Linked DNA regions of Rattus norvegicus: region 1 is linked to region 2. Evidence: chromatin contacts called from public Hi-C data. All regions are on one chromosome and are shown on one strand. The core of a region is the stretch at or near the end of the contact, and the rest is flanking DNA. Distances in the headings are between cores, read along the strand shown.

The links. Hi-C and Micro-C count contacts between places; a contact is called where the count stands out from the background.
Region 1: a contact with region 2 is called in a Hi-C map of prefrontal cortex, with 7 times the contacts expected there. The contact joins the enhancer-like site here to the promoter of Adamts8 in region 2. A contact is called at or near these places in 12 of 12 Hi-C or Micro-C datasets (the A7r5 cell line, the Rat2 cell line, Schwann cells and 7 more) and 1 of 1 datasets of contacts at active chromatin or transcription factors (oligodendrocytes).

The regions. Positions count from the first base shown.
Region 1 is chr8:37,790,028-37,792,804 of GRCr8, forward strand. No RefSeq gene overlaps it. Among named protein-coding and RNA genes, the nearest start is that of St14, 48 kb to the right of the region's middle. Within about 2 kb of position 1,299, at least 20 of the 93 cell types and tissues checked have an H3K27ac peak or open chromatin away from gene starts, as enhancers often do. A contact at or near this core is called in prefrontal cortex, where this site is marked.
Region 2 is chr8:37,605,622-37,608,577 of GRCr8, forward strand. It overlaps Adamts8 (ADAM metallopeptidase with thrombospondin type 1 motif, 8), which reads left to right and starts at 1,380. Exons shown (of 9, transcript NM_001427178.1): 1 at 1,380-2,446. The coding sequence starts at 1,682. LOC120094102 (a long non-coding RNA gene) reads right to left here. Exons shown (of 4, transcript XR_005488031.2): 2 at 1,324-2,956; 3 at 1-1,135.

The sequences.
Region 1 (2,777 bases), core at 49-2,548, 180 kb after region 2:
TAAACAGCAGAGAGGCTAGAAAAGCAGGCCTGACATGAGGAACACTCCCAGGCCAGCCATAGGAAAAGGAAGGGCCCATTGAATGAGGTAAAGGCATTTCCCACAAAGACTGACAGACTTCTAACCCTAGGGCCTACAGTGTGAAAGGAAGAGAGCTGACTCCTGCAAGTTACCTGGCCACCTGCACACCTACCATCCCCCAACACACACATCCCAACTGAATCAAATTATTTTGAAAAGGATGCCTGATGATGGAAGCAGACGCCTGGAACCACAACCAAACATTAGGCAGAGAGAACCCAAATTAGAGATTCCCATCAGGTTCTTTGGAACTCAGGGAACCCAGCAGAAGAAGCAGGAAGAGGGAAAAGGGATTGTATGAGTCAGAGAGAGCAGGTAGCCAGGGGAACTCGACCCACAGAATCAACTAAACAGGCTCGTGGGGGCTCACAGACTGAGGTGGCCAATCACCGAGCCTGCATAGGTCCTCTGTATGTTGTACTTGTCAGCATGGTGTTCCTGTGGGATCCCTAGCAACAGAAATGGGGGTGTCTGATTCTTTTGCCAACCTCCTAGACCCCCTCTCCTCCTGCTGGGTTGCCTCATCCAGCCTTGACATAGGGTTTGTGCCTGGTCTTATTGTACCTTGTTAATGCTGTATTAAGGCGATGCCCCCACCCATAGGCCTGCTCTTAGTGGATCCGGGGAGAGAGGAGGGAGAGGAAACTATGGTGGTCAGGATGTGTGTATTGAAAACAAGCACCCAAAAGAAAGAAAAATTTTAAAATGCTTCCCATGCACTCACTGCTTTCCTCCCCCCCCCCCCCCCCCCCCCCGCAGACTAGCTCCACCCAAGGCATCAGCCAGCAAAGCTGGTTTGTTTGTTTTGTTTGAAGACAGGGCCTCACTATGTAGACCAGGCTGGCTTCAAACACATAGAAATCCACCTTCCTTTGCATGCCAAGAGCTGAAATTAAAGATTTATAGCACTACCCCCGGAAGAAGCCTGCATCTTCAACCCTTAACTGCCTCTGTCACAGCAGACAGGCTCCTTCCGCACATGCGAACAGTGTTGGAGGCTCAGTTCAAGAGCTCGGGAACCTCTGGGTCTTAAAAGGAGTCTGCCAGGTTCCCTGCCGCATGGACAACAGGCAGCATGCGCCACCTCCCTTGGGATGTTTACACATGATGGGAATATACAGCATAGGAAAGTTGATACAGCCAGTCATGGAAAGCCACCTTCACAATGAGTCCAGTGTCACCCTTTATGGGGACACAGGTGGTCAACATCCATGGTTGCCATAATTGCTTGGGCGGAGGATGCCCAAAGCTTCCTTCTGAACCGCACTTGTCTCATTGTGCCGCACTGACCACACTTAAGTACGGTGTGTGAGCGCCCCCTAGTGTCCTCACCTGGAATGAACTGCAAGGTAGAAACTAAAGTGAACTTTCTGTATTTGTCTTTACAAAACATTTAAAATCCAATTAAAGTTTTTCTGTTTAAGTACCTGATGAAGTTGTCCAAATGTCACTTTACTTATTTTCAAAATCTCTTAATAACAAAATGGGGTTGTTTGGTTCCATTACCCCAGTTCCATAAAATTTCTTATTTCTCAGGTACAGAATGAAGCCCATCCACATGGTTGGCATGTTGACCTTTGGAATTGAGAAATCTGACAAAGGGGTCTGCCCTAGGTCCCTGCCCCCAGCAGAGTTTTTAACCATCTTTCCAGGCCTAACTCTAAGCGAAGGCACCTGCATTGTGGACTCTGTTCCCTTTGCAGAAGCATCTCTTGGGGCCAGTTTTCCACAGAAGTTTAGGGCTCAGAGGAGGCTGGTGAGGAGCAGGGGCTGGTCCTGAACTTCAGGGTGGAACATGGTGTTCTGCCCACAGCCAAGACCTCAAGGAACCATTTCTCCATCCACACTGCCCTAGGCAGAGTAGTAAGAGAAAGCAGATGGTTTGGCCCCTGCACAAGGGAAATGCCCAGCAGCTACTACTGGAGGAAGCCAAAGGAATGGGAATGGGAAAGACTTGGAAACAGCCAGTGCAGCCCAGCTAGTGAGCATTTCTTCTAGCCTTTTCCATGGGTGCCTCAGCCAGCGGATTTATTGTCTGACACAAGAGTTCTGGCACTCTAGAGCCCCAGGTGGACATGACCTAGGCTCCAGAGAGGGCCAGAGCTCCTCTGTTCCTCAGGCAGCTGTGGGACGTACTCCACTGGCTGAGAAGCCGTGAGCAGGGCATCTCTGGGCCTGGAGCTCCTCTGCAGCCGGAACGACTGATCCACTTCCAGGACACTCGGAGAATGAGGCAGGGGACATACACAAGGTGTCTGCCACACGCTGCTGGTTGTGCCTGCCACTGTTGAGCCCATGAGCTCAGGTCCTGTTCATCTCTAATACCCAGCAGACAGTGGGACACTTGACAAGGGCAGGGCAAACAGAATGAAAGGACAGTGAGTCTTCCATCCAAGAAGCTCGTCTGCTCTCACAACTTGAAGTCATTCGAAGTCTTCCCAGGCCTAGGGGACCTCCAGGTTAAGGTTCTTTCCCACTGAAGTGAGGCTAGTATTCTTCCACACCTAAACTCACCTCAGAAAAGATGTTACACTGAAAAGCTGAAGGGTTGTGCAGAAAGTCCCTGCACACAGCCAGTGAGATGGCTCAGTCCATAGGGTCCAGCTGCCACCCACCGAGCTTGACAACTTAAGTCATCCTCTAACTTCCAGTCAGCCGGGCATCCTGTATCAAGTGCCCGTAGTCCCAATCACAAT
Region 2 (2,956 bases), core at 130-2,629:
TAAACTGTTGAGGGATGAGCATCTTGCTCATTTTTGGTAAAAAGCAGAGATGCTTCCCGTTCCCCTGCCTCTAGGAGTGTTTCACCCAAACTTCCAGTTCTCTGTATAGGAAAAGAAGGAGATTCTGCACCTTGAAGGTTCTCAACCGCTCCTTTGCACTGCTATTAAAATGGAGAGAACTTGGGGTGTCGGGGCCTTTCCCTAGGTTCTGTAGTGACATACGTCACTTTAAGAGCCTCCTCTTCGTGGGTAACAAGCCCTAAGGAATCCTTCACAGCTACAGAAATGGATTGGGCTGGCTAAACGGAAAGAAGACTCTGCTGTAGGCACCCTCTGTCCACATAAGCAAAAAGCTGCGTCGTAGTTGGGAATAGGCTAGCTGCCAAGTGCTGTGCCCTCCGTAATTTGCCACTCAGAAAGGACGCAGGGCAGGGGCCTGGGAATTGTACTGGTACTGAGAGAACATGATTCTGAGTTCAATCTGGACCTGCACCCTTAATAATGTAGTGGATACAAATGTTGCGTTCTGTGGTCTTAAGACCGCCATCACTCTTCCTGGATCCCACTCTCTTCGGCAGGAAGGTGTGGTGTATGGCAGAGTGAGTTAACTTCTTACACATTGATATGTATTTGGAGCTGTGGGCAATGCCATCGAAGGGACCTGGCCACCTTTCCCCATGTCACCAAGGCAACTGGAAGAACTGTATGTCAGAAGGCAGACTGGTGAAGTACTTCCTACCAATAGGAAATGGGAAATTAGTGGTGTTGAATTTATTTTGCCTTGCTGGTGGTAGCCTTTCACCCCACTATGCTCAGAAGCAAGCCATTAAGCGTCCTTGCCAGCCTTGACCAGTGGCATTCTTAAAGTTCTGCGGTGGTTCTTAATGGACAGTGTGGTTTCAGTATGACTTTCCCACCTCTCACTTTGTATTTGACCGTTAAGGACTTTAGAACCTTCCCCACAAACCTCTTTTAACACTGCCAGGTTTGTACAGGAATCTGAATACTGTCGCTGAGACCAGTGCAGAGTGTGTCTGTCCCCAGCACCTAGCTCTAGCACAAGAAGAAGCTAGTGTCTCTCCCATCCAGGACTTGCCTTCAGAGAGTGTCCAGCATTACAGGAATTGGCGTGGGTCTTCACGTGGTCATGTAGAAAGGGAAAAAAAGCTGTAGTTGACACTTAACTACTTAACTGTCGGGAGGGGCTCACTGACTCCTGATTGGTTTTACATTTCATCCCTTTTTTCCCCTCCTCTCCTTTTCTGTTTCTGTCTCTGACCCCAGGGGAGGGGAAACGGGAATAGTGAGCGATCAAAAATAAACCTCTTATGTCAAAGCCGGGAAGGAAGTATAAATACTAAGGGCTCGGCAGCCCACTCGGTGTTTCCCGAGGAAGGAGGCGACTGCACGGGACGCCGCGGAGGACGCGCGCTCGCAGCCCGGGGCGCCAGCTGCTCGAGTTCTGTAGGTTGGCTGGCTTGGCTGGCGCAGGAGGAGCGGGCTGCGCGATCCAGAGGGGCCGCCAGGGGACCGCCACGCCTGCTGCCGCTGGCCGAGTGGGTCTCCTCATCCGATTGATCATTTTTCCTGGACAGAGCGGCCCGGCCGCCTCGGGCCACCAGCACCTGCCCGAGCGCGGCAGTCTTTTTCCCTCTCCCCCGCTCCGCAGCCCTCTGCCCCCATGCTCCGCGACCCCACCGCCACCCGGTGGCCTCCCCTCCTGCTGCTGCTATTGCAGCTGCCGCCGCCACCACTCGTCTGCGGCGCCCCGGCGAGGCCGGGAACCCGGACGCAGGCCTCGGAGCTAGTGGTGCCCACGCGGTTGCCCAGCAGCGCGAGCGAGCTCGCCTTCCACCTGTCCGCCTTCGGCCAGAGCTTCGTGCTGCGCCTGGCGCCGGACGCCAGCTTCCTGGCGCCGGAGTTCAAGATCGAGCGACTCGGGGGCTCGAGCGCGGCGGCCGGGGGCGAGCCGGGGCTGCGCGGCTGCTTCTTCTCTGGCACAGTGAATGGAGAGCGGGAGTCGCTGGCGGCGATGAGCCTGTGTGGTGGGCTGAGCGGCTCATTCTTGCTGGCTGGAGAGGAGTTCACCATCCAGCCACAGGGCGCTGGGGACTCCCTGGACCAGCCGCATCGCCTGCAGCGCTGGGGGCCGGGACAGCGCCGCGAGGACCCCGGGCTCGCTGCCGCGGAGGTCTTCCCCCTCCCTCAAGGACTAGAATGGGAGGTGGAGATGGGTGATGGGCAGGGACAGAGAAGACGTGACAACGAAGAGGACAGGGAGCGGGACAAAGAGGGGTTGCGCAAAGAGACAGAAGACTCCCGCGAAGTGACACCACCCTTCGGATCCAAAACTAGGAGCAAGAGATTTGTATCCGAGGCTCGCTTCGTGGAAATACTTCTGGTGGCTGATGCGTCCATGGCTGCCTTCTATGGGACGGACCTGCAGGTAGGACTCGAGAGCCTTCCGCAGACCCTGTCTAACAATCTATTGCTTCCTCTAACAATCTATTGCTTCCCGGAGGTTTTCAATTCTTCCTTTCCCATTGGGAGAGAAAAATCCCTCGGGTTCCCAAGCCCAACCCCGAAGGGGACTTTCTTCTTTCTGAGAAACAGCAGTAACTCCATTAACTTCTGCCACCCCGGCTTCCTACTTCCCAATCCTTAAATCCCTTCCAATTTACAGCAGAGGCGCTGGCTCTGTCTCATCTGAGCCCGCATCCTGAGTCTCCTGCCCTTCCCAGGCACCTGCTTCTCCCAAAAGGATCTAAAAACTGTGTTTTTGAAAGAACCCTGTCCTTTCTGGTTCCGCTTCCCTCAACTCTCTACTATACTGGGATTCTCTGAGACTCCCTAGGAGAGGAAGCTGGGCTGGGACAAGGTGGCTGTGACTGTCTTTGGGTACAGAACTGAGGTGTCTGTAAGTAAAAGTCGTTAGAGGGAAACGAACCTGGGAAGA